Regions from separate parts of the Sus scrofa genome. Here region 1 is linked to region 2. Evidence: chromatin contacts called from public targeted proximity ligation data. All regions are on one chromosome and are shown on one strand. The core of a region is the stretch at or near the end of the contact, and the rest is flanking DNA. Distances in the headings are between cores, read along the strand shown. Region 1 overlaps RBKS (ribokinase). Region 2 overlaps BABAM2 (BRCA1-A complex subunit BRE).

What was found.
Region 1: a contact with region 2 is called in a targeted proximity ligation map of skeletal muscle. A contact is called at or near these places in 1 of 47 Hi-C or Micro-C datasets (epiblast stem cells) and 1 of 2 datasets of targeted methods (skeletal muscle).

The regions. Positions count from the first base shown.
Region 1 is chr3:111,371,492-111,378,142 of Sscrofa11.1, reverse strand. It overlaps RBKS (ribokinase), which reads right to left. Exons shown (of 8, transcript NM_001315776.1): 4 at 5,679-5,741; 5 at 3,151-3,315. Among named protein-coding and RNA genes, the nearest start is that of TRNAE-UUC, 39 kb to the left of the region's middle.
Region 2 is chr3:110,982,479-110,989,713 of Sscrofa11.1, reverse strand. The region is part of intron 10 of BABAM2 (BRCA1-A complex subunit BRE); the gene reads left to right. Among named protein-coding and RNA genes, the nearest start is that of FOSL2, 140 kb to the right of the region's middle.

The sequences.
Region 1 (6,651 bases), core at 3,128-5,627, 390 kb before region 2:
ATAATCCAGTTATACAATGTGTCTAATTCAGACTTCGCTTGTGCGTATACAGAAAGGTCGTTGTGATAATAAACCCACAGGTGATGATTTTACCATCTTTCTTGTCGATGGAATGATGCTGATCACATGTGCAGCTTCGGCGGGTGGGCAAAGGACAGGCCACTCCGAGCTCAACGGATCTTTCCGCTCTGCCTGGTCTGCTCTGTGATCAGCCCGTTCACACATCGGGACGTGAAGGAAGTGAGAGCTCTCAGTCCAATTCCCTTGTTTCGCAGGAGAAACTGAGCCAGTGCAAGGAACCGACTGACTCGCCTGAGGTCTCCCGTCTGCCAAGTGATTGATTCTGAATTCAAAGCCATATACCTCCTGACTGCCAAACCAGTGGAATTTTCACTGTGCTACGTTTCTCTCAGCTGAGAATGAAGATGCATTAAATTCAAACACACACGGGCACACTGCTCATAGCACAGAGTCGAAGCAGCGTCTGCCTGGGAACTATCGAATGGGAGCAGCCGAGTTTTAGACAGAGGTGCATGTGCACAGGGGTGTTTGAGTGTTTGTGGGTTATGGGGGCAGGTAGGGACATGGGCTGAACACACTCTAGGGTTTGTCTCTGACCTGAGCAGTAATAACACTGCTTAGGCTGCCTGTTGGGCAGTGCTACAATTCATGGATTTCGCTTTTCTAGAGAGAGTCTTCATAAAGGCTGAGTTGCTGAAAATCCATGGGATGTGGCAGCTTGTGTAAAGTCTGCTCTAGGACACAGAATCAGGGTCCTGGAGTCCGAATCCTCGTTTCTACACTGACCTTGATTTGGCTAATTACTTATCCTCTCTGTGGCCTCCCCTCCAATGTGGGAGAGTAATGCCTGCCGTATCTATGTCACAAGGTCCTTCTGAGGATCAAATATGTGTAGGAAAGGGCTCTGTGAGCAGTAAAGGACATAGAAGTGCAGATGTCACTACGTGCAATATTACCCTACCGGATAGATCATGCAGCATTCATACTTAGGCATGCCAGCTCTCAGGAAAAATGGGAGTGGGCGAGGTGGTCTTTGCCCACCTTCACCTACCCCCGCCCATTCCTGATGCCCCAGGTCCGCTAGCTCCTCAACCGGAAGAACGGCCTGGCAGGTGACAGCGGAAGCATTGCTGGGCCCCACCCAGAGGCCAGCCCGAGTCAGGCTGCCTGCCCAGCCCGACAGCTCTGGCCTCACCTGTGAAAAGTTAGCTCCTCAACTGCGGTTGTTGCAACCTTTCTCTCCTCCCCAAGCTGAGAGGTAACAGGCTATTAGACTAGGACAGAGGAGCAGTCATCTCTGAGAAGCAGGGGGCAGGAGGGAAAAAAAGAGAAGTCACATGAGAACAGGCTTTGACCCACACAAGGAAAAGACAGGCACATGCGTGACGTGGCAGGTTATATGCATGTCACCAAATTAAGATGCGTGCCGGGCAGAGAATGCTCACCATAAGCCTTGGCCCTTATCTGTGACACCCTGAGAAAATGAAACCACAGGGGTTTTGGCTTAGAATTCTTTCCGACAGCTTCTGGTCCATTAAAAATACATTAAATGTCAGGGAGAATTTGCCATAGCATGTTGTTTTGCCAAGAGGAAATTTGTGAAATCAGGACATACATTTTAACATTCTCCACCAAATTGTTTCTGTAACTTGTTTTCCATTTATTGCTGTGTAGAACACGATACACTTGGGGAGAAATCACTTTTATAAACACAGACACACACACACACACACATTCACACTTACTGTTCTTTTTCCTTTTTAGTTTTGGATCTTGATGAGAAAGTTTTATCTGGAAAAGTCAACGTGGTCCTTTCCCTATTTTCTTCTTAGTATAATCACAGAACTATGGTCACAGGTTCAAGAAGAAGCCATTGTCTTAGAGTGGCCACTTTTTATTTTGATTTTTTGGACCAGCGGGTGCTAGGATGAGGATATTATCCTCATTTTAATTTAAAGGGAGAAGTGAGGAGTTCCTGGCCGTGGCACAGTGGAAACAAATCCGACTAGGAACCATGAGGTGGCGGGTTCGATCCCTGGCCTCGCTCAGTGGGTTAAGGATCCGGCATTGCCGTGAGCTGTGGTGTAGGTCGCAGATGCGGCTCGGATCCTGGTTGCTATCGCTGTGGTGTAGGCTGGTGGCTACAGCTCCGATTCGACCCCTAGCCTGGGAAGCTCCATGTGCCACAGGTGCGTCCCTAAAAAGACAAAAGACCAAAAAAAAAAAAAAAAAAAAAAAAAAAAGAAGTGAGAGAAGGAAATTGGTGTCCTGAGAAGTACCACACCATCCTTGGGGTCATATTTGATTTTATTTCATTCTTAGAACAATTCTGTAGGGGAGTGTTTCTATATGTATAGGCAAGGCTCAGAAAAAATGAGATAATTCTGCTAAGACCACAGTGCTAACAAGGAACAGAAATGGGGTTCTATCTTGGAAGATGCTTTCCCTACTAGTCAGAGGAGAAAGAGAAGAAAATGGAAAGAAACTATCTGGATTTTGTAAAAGTTTGTTATATGCCGGGGGTGAGGGAAGGGGAGTGGGTGGGAGAGGAGATGAAGCAAGATTAGCTACGAGTTGACGATTGTTGCAGCTGGGTGATGGGTTTCCTTATAAATTGTGCCTGCTTCTGGGTGTTTGGAAATTTCCAAAGTGAAAGATCAAACAAAACAAAAAGAGCTGCTTCAAGGACCTTGACAACATAGAAAATACTGCATATAAATAATCTTTTGTGGCTTAACAGAAAAGATGATAAAGTTTTACAAAAAGAAGAAAGAACTGATCTTCAGTTCCTTGAGATGTTTATCCAAATGTACCTGGGCAGTGATTATACATGACCTGCAGCTTAACCTCTGCCTCTCAGAATGGCAGTCATCAGAGTGACTTAATGGCAGGATACTTAGAGTATATGCTGGATAATGGGCTGCTTCAGAGAGGCTAGACACGACTTGGCGTATTTCTGCTAACTAGATTGGAGACTTAGATTTCAGGACATCAGAAGTGCTACTCAGAGATGGGAGAAAGAATATTTTGCTGCAGAAGAAGGATGGCTTTGCTAAACTTGCAAGGTTACCTTTCATTGAGACAGTGATAAAAGCTTTTATAGAAAGAACGACAAATGTGTAAAGTTACCTCCATTGCTGTGGGCTATTGTCAGGGCTTCCAAAGAAGTTGCTGGAGTTACTTCTAGCTGGCAGATCATTACTTTGGCTCTGCTGATGGTACTGGCTGCTTCCCTCAGGTCTTCAGTATTCAAAAGTAAATTTGCTCCAGCCACTATAACGATGATATTCTGGCCTATAAAGAATTTCCACATATTTATACCAAAAAATCAAGCAAAACCAAACAACAGTATCTTGCAATGTTACCACCACCCTTAGAAAGTCATTCTACAAAATGTGCTGTATTAATTTTAACATATCTGACATTCAGGTTAAATATCATATTCCTAATGTGTCTTCTTTTACATCTCTGTAGGGTTCTTATTATTCTGGTCATTCTGAGCAAAATGTAAAAAAAAAAAATGATTTCCCTTATCAATATTCTTAAATACAAAGAATATTAGCTAATAAATTATATATTACACATGTCAGTTTTCTTTTATGGGACGTGGTTGGTATGACGTATGTGGCAAAGATTCTGAAACCTAAATGACAGATGTTATAATGATGAGTATCAGTAGGCATAAGCTTGCTTACTGATAAAAACTAATGCCCTGTAGTAGGCAGTCCATGTGTGCACCCTGGGTCTTCTGAAGAGTGATTCTGTCAATGGAAACACATTTTAGAATCTCTAACAGATGAAAAGCTGTACTAGATAATGTAAGGTAGGCAAGAGAGTGATCTTTGGCCTATGCTGTACCAGATCCGACAGAAGCAGGACTATGGGCTCTTGTACACTCACCGCTCTGAGGGTGCCCCCTCTCTACAGTCGCCCCTAGTGGGGGAGGGGTGGTGGTGCCTTTTCTGTCGGTGAACTGTCCATGTGGTCGTCATGAAGCAAGCCACACGTGGCCACCGAGCCCTGGAGCGGTTCATCCACAGGGAGATGTGCCACAGTGGTACCATACATGGCAGATGTCAAAGACTGAGTAGAACACTTAGATTACATGTTGAAAGGCAAATATTTTGGATACATGGAGTGAACATATGAAGATGAATTTCGCCTATTTCTATTGGCTTTTAAGAACGTGGCTAATGGAAAATGGAAAATTATGGACACGGCTTGCATTATTTTCTACTGGACAGCCTGACCTAGAAGGATGCGTAGCAGGAGTCTTTTCTGTGCTTTAGGCTGCTCGTGCTGATCCTGTGTAGATGTGACCTAAAATTACCTCTGAATGCAGAACACATGCTGGCCTATCATCTTACCACAGATGTGTCTGTTGGCCAAGGGGGACTTAACAAAGTGGGGATGGGTCAGCGTGAACCCAGTCTCGGTACCGGAAAAGCTCAAAGTACCCACACCCTGAAAGACAGCACCTCTCCTTCCCTTTCTCCTTCAGTGACCTCATTCTCTCTGCTCGAGTCAACTGCTGTTTTGTGTGGCTGACTCCTGAATAGACATTTCTGGCCTGGCCTTGGCTGATGAGTGACAAAGGCCAAGACTGAAGCTGTCAGGTGGACACTGCCATATGACTGGCTCACTCATGCCTCGAATTTAACTTGTCAAAATTGCTACTCATTTCCTCATTTAAAGAAGCTGATTGTTGCCTCTCTGGGTATTTGTGATAACTCTTCTACTACAGTCTATACTCTTTTTTTTTTTTTTTTTTGGCCATTTCTAGGGCGTCTCCCACGGCATATGGAGGTTCCCAGGCTAGGGGTTGAATTGGAACTGTAGACACCGGCCTATGCCACAGCCACAGCCATGTGGGATCTGAGCTGCAACTGTGACCTACACCACAGCTCACGGCAACGCCGGATCCTTAACCCACTGAGCGAGGCCAGAGATCGAACCCGCAACCTCATGGTTCCTAGTCAGATTCATTAGTCACTGAGCCACGATGGGAACTCCCCTGCTTGGTCCTTTTGAATATTAATTCTAATTAAAAAAAAAATCTTATGAAGTGTTTTTAGAGTTAATAGAGTTGACAGAAATTAGGAAAACTTTACCTGAGGGTAAAGGAAAGTTACTGTTTTTAAAGACATGTTTCAACTATTGCAAGGCCTTGTGACAGACAGAGCTGTATATATAGACTTTTGAGATTTGATTGGTGTTTAAAGAGCAGACAAAATTGAACACTAATGAGAAGTTAGAAGTAATTGGCTGCTGCCATTTGCTCAGTAAATATTCTATAAATATGATTCATCAACTTTTTTTTTGCACCTATCTATTTACATTTATTTACCTAGTGTATCTGAAATGACAGATGATTACTTAGCTGCTTTTAGAGACAAAATATCAATTCTAGGTTCACATGAAGGGTAATGGGAAGCTACAGGATATAAATATTATTTCGAGAAAACTATTGGATGAAAAATTTCATATGTGAATGATCAACTTGGGAAGCATAAAGGGAAACATATATATTTAGACTGGAAAGAACACACATTGGGCCTTGGAGTGGTGGGTATGGTAGGAGATCCATGGGGATCGGGTGAAAATGGATGCTTCTGCTCCAGTTCTGGAAATGACACTCCGACATGTGAAACACATACCTTCATTATTGACAATTATCGAAGCAGTTCCTGTCGCAGCATCTTCCGTCTGATATGTAAATTCTAAAAGAAGAAAAAAATTACAATCACGTATGTACAGCCTGGCAAGGATAGTCTCTGTTAACAATTTCACTGCACCAGTAATCGTTGGAAAAACTTTTTAACCTTTAACCATCTGGGATGATAAAAAAGAAAGAAGTAATTGGTGCTAATTTATACCCATCACCTATACAATGAGGAAAATACAAGTCTTCACACTTAGTTGCGCCTTTTCTCTACGTGAGTAGCAACCCAGCAAACCGCCCCCGCTCTTAAGTCCTTCCTTCAAGTTCTTCCCAGTTGTATACATATGCATTTCTCTAGACCACTGTATTTCTTTTCTTCGGTGAAAGAAATGACAGACTTGAGATGAAAGATTAAAAGTCAAACTTGTAAAATGAACTTGTTTGATTTTCATTTTCATAAGCTTTGCATCTTTTTTTTTTTTTTTTTTTTTTTGTCTTTTTGCCTTTTCTAGGGCCGCACCCACGGCATATGGAGGTTCCAGGCTAGGGGTCGAATCGGAGCTGTAGCCACCAGCCTACGCCAGAGCCACAGCAACGCGGGATCTGAGCCGCGTCTGCAACCTACACCACAGCTCACGGCAACGCTTGGATCCTCAACCCACTGAGCAAGGCTGGGGATCGAACCCGCAACCTCATGGTTCCCAGTCGGATTTGTTAGCCACTGAGCCACGACGGGAACTCCGTCATAAGCTTTGCATCTTATCAAGAATTATGGTCTGGTGTGTAAATGGAGAGGTCGATCAGCCTTTGGCAGCAGCAAAGAGCCTTGAATGGGAGCCAGAGACCTGCATTCTAGCTAGCAATGTGCTCTTAGACAAATTCAGACCCAGTCTGGCCTTCAGTTTTCTCTTTTGTGAAATGATGGTATCAGCCTCAATGGCTTTGAAGATCATTTCTGGCTATGACAT
Region 2 (7,235 bases), core at 1,609-4,108:
TACGACCTTGTTCAAATCACTCAGACAAGCCTCCCGCTGCTTTCCTTTCCTCCTCTGTCCCCGGGGATCCGGTTGGTAAGTCCCGTGGAGCCGTCAGCAGATGGAACTTGACCTGCAGTACAGGGCCAGGTGGAGGAGGAAGCGCCAGGTCCAGGCCTCCGGGCAATCTCCTCTTTGCTCCCCATCTTCTGCGGCCCAGCCGAGCCGAGCTGTGTCCTGGTGCTTCCAGCTCGCACTTTTGATCCTGACCTTAGGTGTCACACACAGCCTTGGCTCTCTGTTCTGCGTGTTAATTCCTTTCTGAGCTCTCACTTCCTATGTGCCTTATCCGCTCGGCCCCACCTACCATCTTGAGCCCCGTAAGTCTGTTTTGAGCCTGGAAACCTGAGCCCAGATCCTGATGGTCTGTCGGCTTGTCTCTCGTGACCCTAGACAGCTGCCTGGGCGATTCGTCTGGTGTGTTTCCCGGAACCCAGCCCGGCAAGAGGGGCCTGGGCTTTGTCAGGAATGGTGGTGGCCATGCGCAGAGGTCTCCCAGCGTAGCTGGAAGGAAGGACACACAGAGGGACAGCTGTAAACAGTAAATTAGATGTCTGTTTCAACCAGTTTTTTTCACCCCCAAGTGGCATGAACTATCCACTCTTTTTCCTGAACCCTCCTTGGGTCTCCTAGCCATGGTTCTGCTTCCAAAAAGGTTGATGCCAGATCGTATCTGACCTGAGGGAGAAAACAATGTGCTTCGCATTGATCCTCTGAGCCTGTGTTTTCCACGTGCGGCTCAAGGCAGCCTCTTCTGGCGGCGCCTGGCAGGGCTGCCGAGGGTGAACGAGCACCCACCGCCCAGCTCCTGCCCGCTCTCTTCTCAGCGTGTTCAGTGTCACAGCAATTCCCGCCGCTCCTTTGGAAGATCTGATCCCCAAAGAATATTTTCTCCACGGTGCCCCGGGTCCATATTTCGTACAGGTCCCTCTCTACCTTCCCATCTCCGTTTGCCTGCCTGACATGCAAAAGTAAGTCCCGAAGTTAGATTTTCGCTTAGTTTTGACAACCTTCTTCAGAAACGTAGAACCCCCAGGCACTCATGAGAACAGCTACAGGGACCTTGGGATGTGCTTAATTTGCTTTTGCCAGAGTGGTTCCTCGGGCTGTTACTCCTTCCCTCCCCAGGCTGTTTGTTCCTTGTCTCTGAGCATCACTGCCCACACTCTGGGCCCTTTGGCAGATAAGACCTTGTCTGTGAATCAAGGGACTTTGATGCTGTCTCCTGCCCCATCATTACTCACGGCCTGACTTTAAATAAACTGTTTCCACCCTTTTGCTTCTTTCTAACGTCGACACTGTAGGACTGGCCACATCCGAGAGAAGTTTGCGGCAGTAGTACGTGTATTCAATCATGCAGTTCAGCATCTGGTACTTACCTTCTCTCGGAAGCATCTCTTTGCTTGGTCACAACCCACAAGAGACTTCTCGTTCCCTTTCTTCTTTCCCTGAAGATGGGGCGATGACTCTGGGGTGGAGAGTCTTAAGGTTAGAACATCGCAGTGCCTGATTCTGAGATCGCAGGAACATAAAAAAGGACGAAGGAGGAGCTGGAGCCAGACGTCTGTGGCTGGCTCCCCGCTCCTTGGAGATGGAAGACCTGGCAGGACCCCAAATAACATCTCTGCTGTCCCCAGCCCTCCACTCTGCCCAGGCCCTGGAAGACCAGAGGGCAGGTGCTGGCGGTCACTCCGAGCACTGGGGAGGCTACACGGAAGAAGCACGGTTCCCTGAGGCCAGTGGCTCTGACCTCAGACTTTGCCAGAGTGTGCGGAAGCAGGAGTGCCCTAGGGGAAGCGTTGAACATATTCTGGATCTCTCGGGAGACACTGCAACTTCCTGGCATGCTGGCAGTCCCAGGTGTGGGAGCTGCGGCCGTGACGGTGGCCATGGAGTCTTTTCCTCCATTTATTCCTTCTCTCCTTCCTTCGTCCATGTCAACATGTTGCAACCTTTGGAACCACCGCAGAATCAGGGATTTGCCCCCATTTAGAAACTGTTATGGGGAAGGTTTCCTGGCCATCATCTAAGAATTGTTTGCAGTGGTTATGTGGGTAACTCTGTATTTGCCAGGCTGTTTTCACCTCTGGAGGGAGATGCCGTCTTTAGGCCAGCAGCTTTTTGGAATGCCAGGGGACAAGAGAACCAGATAGCGAGGCACGGAACGAAGGCAGCCACCAGGGGAAACTGGCTCTTTTTCATGGGCCCCAGTTAGCCCCACCGTAAGGAGGGCAGCAGCGTAAGGTCACAGCACTACTGCTTGGAAGTGGAAGGTATTGCGATCGGGACGAATGAGAAGCTGTGTTTTCCCATTTCCTGTATCTCCTTAGTAAATGACCTTTGAGTCATCCTCCCTGGACCGTCGGCTTTCTCCCCCCAGCAAAATAACTATTAGATCAGGAGTTCCCGTTGTGGCTCAGCAGGTTAAGAACCAACCGAACACAGAGTCCGTGAGGATGGGGTCTGATCCCTGGCCTCGCTCAGGGGGTTAAGGATCCGGTGTTGCTGCAAGCTGCAGTCATGGATGCGGCTCAGATCCAGTGTGGCTGTGGCGTAGGCTGGCAGCTGCAGCTCATACTCAACCCCTGGCCCAGGAATTTCCACATGCCACAGGTACAGCCCTAAAAAAGAAAAGTTAGACCAAATCTGACCACTTTAGCTGTTCCATTTCATTTTTTTCTCTTCTCTACCCGTAATCCAATCAATTTAACCCAATTTAACTGGGTACTGAGTTTACTGAGAACATGCTGTGTACTCAGTACTGTGCTAGGTCCCCGGGGATATAAGTAAATAACAAAACTTGACCTTAAGACACTTAGAGCCTCACACAAGGGTCAGCTGGTTACAGCCTATGGGCCAAACTCCACCCTCAGCCTATTTTTATATGGCCCTTGAGCTCAGAATGGTTTTTCTGTTTGTAAAGGGTTGTTAGGGGAAAAAAAGAAGAAGAAGAATATGTAACAAAAATGGTAACGCCTAAAATATTTACTCTCTGGCTGTTTACAAAAGAAGTTTGCCAACCCTTGGTCTAGTTGATGAGAAAAAGCTGAAGAACAATGAAATGCATTTTTTAAACAAATATTTTATGAACTTGCTTACTGTTTGCAAGGCACAAAGTGATATGTGACACAGAGAGAACTTCACTGTTATATATATATGAGAAAGAAATAGAAAGAGACGCCCTCCTGAGAGTTTCTGTCGGGCTCAGCAGTAACAAATCTGACTAGTATCCATGAGGACATGGGTTTGATCCCTGGCCTCACTCAGTGGGTTAAGGATCTGGCGTTGCCATGAGCTGTGGTGTAGGTCACAGAGGCAGCTTGGATCTGGAGTTGCTATGGCTGTGGTGTAGGTTTGTGGCTGCAGCTCCAATTCAACCCCTAGCCTGGGGACTTCCATATGCTGCAGGTAAGCCCTAAAAGGACAAATTAATTAATTCATTAATTAATTAAACAAATTTTTAAAAAAAGAAAGGGAGTCAGGGCAGATGCGATAGTGCCGCACAGACCATGTGTTATCATGATGAAGTAGGAATAGATGCTTGAAAAACGATGGTTTAAGCAAGATGGAATTGTATTTCTTTCTTGTGTATAAGTGAGCAGTCCACGGCTGAAATGACAGGGCCAAAGGTCATGTAGGACCCAGATTCCTTCAAGCTTTATACGCCATCATTCCTTGGGTGTGGCTTTCTGGCTTATTGTCCCAGAAAGCTGTTGGATTTCCAGCCTTCACATCCATAATCCAAGTGGCAGAATTGAAACAAGATAGAAGGCAGGTACAAACCTCCTCACTTACTGAGACTTTCAGGAAGTCTCATGCACCATTTTGAATTACATGTGCTGGTTCTAGAACTTAGTTCATAGTTCATAGGGCCTCAGCATGTGAGCCAGGGCAGACTGGGGAAAGTGGTGCTTTAGCTGGGGCAGCAAATGCCCAGCTAAAAATCAGACTTCTTTTGAGTGAGAAAGAGAATGGATGTTAGTGAGTATCTACTACTCTCTTTTTATTATTTATTTATTCTTTTATTATTATTGTTATTATTTTTGTTTTTTTGCCTTTTCTAGGGCCGCACCAGCGGCATATGGAGGTTCCCAGGCTAGGGTCGAATCAGAGCGGTAGCCACAGGCCTACGCCAGAGCCACAGCAACTCGGGATCCGAGCTGTGTCTTCAACCTACACCACAGCTCACGGCAACACCGGATCCTTAACCCACTGAGCAAGGCCAGGGATTGAACCCACAACCTCATGGTTCCTAGTCAGATTCGTTTCCGCTGCGCCACGATGGGAACTCCTCTGCTAGTCTCTTTTTAAAATCAAGGCAAGGAGTTTGGGTCCAGGTCAAGGTCCATCGGAAAACAGGTGGCACATCACACAGGTAACTAGGAAGAATTCAAAGGTGTGGACAGACCTGAGAAAACCAAAAGGGATGGTCAGAGCAGCAGAGTCGTTATCTCCCCTAGGGCTGCAGGGACAAGAGGAGAGTGTGGTTACCAGTAGCTGGAAAGAGCTAGAGCTGTAGCCATAGGAAAGGGTTTCCTGGCCGGAACTGGGGAAGGCCTGTGGTTAAGCAAGGTAGCTACTCCTAACGAATGCAGGAAGGGCTATTTCTCCTTTCAATTCTAGTGGTTTTGTTCTTAGGTACATGTACATTGATAATTGTTACATCTTCCTGATGTATTGGTCCTTTTATCATTGTGGAATGTTCCTCTTTGTCTCTAGGGACATGTTTTTGTCTTAAAGTCTATGTCATCTGATACTAATAACCCATCCCAGCTCTATTATGTCTGCTGTTTGTTTGGTATACCTTTTCCATCCCACGGTTGTTTTTCTTTTGGGTTTTTCTTTTTGGTTTTTTGCCTTTACATCTAAATGTGTCTCTCGTAGATGGCATATGGTTGGGTTTTGCTTTTGTATACATTTAAACAGTCTCTGTGGCAGTTCCCGTCATAGCGCAGTGGTTAACGAATCCGACTAGGAACCATGAGGTTGCGGGTTCGGTCCCTGCCCTTGCTCAGTGGGTTAATGATCTGGCGTTGCCGTGAGCCGTGGTGTAGGTCGCAGATGTGGCTCGGATCCCGCGTTGCTGTGGCTCTGGTGTAGGCCGGTGGCTACGGCTCCAATTCGACCCCTAGCCTGGGAACCTCCATATGCCGTGGGAGCGGCCCAAGAAATGGCAAAAAGACAAAAAAAAAAAAAAAAAAAAAGTCTCTGTGGTTTTATTAGAGCTTAATCCATTGACATTTAGTGTAATTATTGGTATGGTTGGATTCGGGTTTGCCGTTTTTATATTTGTTTTCTGTTTGTCTCATTCCTTTTTTGTGCTTCTTTTATTGCTTTATTTTGGGTCAAACAAAAGTCTTCGGTGTAGCATCTTTATTTTTGGCTATTTTTAGCTACCTTTTTTGCATGGAATTTTTTTAATTTTTAAAATTGACGTATAGTCAATTTACAATGTTGTGTTAATTTCTCCTGTGATAGCTGGCTTTTTTGAGTTATTTTCTTAGTCGTTTGTTCTAGAGGTCGCAGTGTGTATCTTTAGCTTAACACAGTCTACTTCACATTAATAGTGACTCAATTCTGGAGTTCCTGTCGTGGCGCAGTGGTTAACGATTCCGACTAGGAACCATGAGGTTGCAGGTTCGGTCCCTGCCTTGCTCAGTAGTTAAGGATCTGGCGTTGCCGTGAGCTGTGGTGTAGGTCACAGACGTGGTTCGGATCCTGAGTTGCTGTGGCTCTGGCGTAGGCCAGCAGCTGCAGCTCTGATTGGACCCCTAGCCTGGGAACCTCCATGTGCCGCAGGAGCAGCCCTAGAAAAGGCAAAAAAAAAAAAAAAAGTGACTTAATTCTGATAAAATTAAGCTTTTGCTCCCTTTCCTCTCCATTGTTTGTGCTTGTTATTGTCTCATATATTGCAGCTATGTATGTTAAAATGTAAATACAACAATAAAGCTTTTTCTGTTCTTACTATACACAATCTTATAATTTCAAAAGGAATGAAAAGAAAAGAATTTGCTTTGTATTTTGCTCTGTGCCTTTTTTCTAGTAGGTCTTAGTAGGACTTTAATTGCTGTGTTATTCTATTTCATAGTTGTTGTGAAGGCAGAGGGAGGTGGTAGAGTTTATTTGGTCTAGCAGATGATGGGTTTCTTATTCTGATTTTTTTCTTTATTTTAAATAAGTAAATTTCATGCAGATTTCTTAATATTCTTCTTTTGGTATTTGTCCTTATCTGCCTCTCTTTCCATTTATTCATCCGTTCATTAGCTTTACGCTTACATTAAGTCCAGGAAACAGTTATTTTGCTTTACAGAGAGCTCAGTTTCTGCTAAGAGATTTTTTTAAGCTAGAGGAAATTGACAACTGCAAGCTAATTCTGCTAGTCATTTAAATAATTCTTTCCTCATAGGCCTGTAATCAAGGCCAATAAGCTGGAAATCAGGACCGCGTTTGAAAGTTTAAGAAAAAATCAGAGGCTTCTGTTTATTGTTGAAAATGCCCCTTCCAGTCTCTGATTGTGTAGGCTGTGTGATTGCTAGTGTAACCAAGGAAATTATTTGCATTGATGTATCACTGTCGTTTCCCCACTCAAAGCAAAGCTATCAAGGCCACTCAACTCCTGTGCAGGGTGGTGTGAACTCATCTCTTTGCCACAGAAACAATGTCTTGTAGAAGATTTGGCAGCAACAAGCAAGATGGCTCCTAGATAATTCTGTCAAACCAAAACTGTGCGGTTTCCCAAACCTACTTACTTTTTTGGATACAGATCATATTTTTAAATAAATAAATAGATTTGAAGAGTAAATCAGAGTCAACAAAATGATTGCAATTAGGACCACAAGGATAAGTATTAGAATTCATTTCAAACGAAACCTACAAAAACTGGACTATTGTTTTAGAATGAATATGTTTACCTCAGATCAGGCATACATAAAGCTTTGTGACTTCCTTTCATCATTTTTATGATAGTAATAACGACCAGAGCAGCAGGAACTAAAATTGGTTATGAACAAAAAGTGAAACCGGTCAGTTCTCTGTATGATTCCAAATGACTTTGAAATATGGAAAAAGATAAAAGAAAATCTATTTTCTAATGCAGAATGCCTTTTTGCTTTGATTGTGAGAACTCCTGGGTCTTTTAGATACTTTAAACATTTTGGTTAATTTTTATCCTGGACTTCCTTGAACGTGGTTAGCTC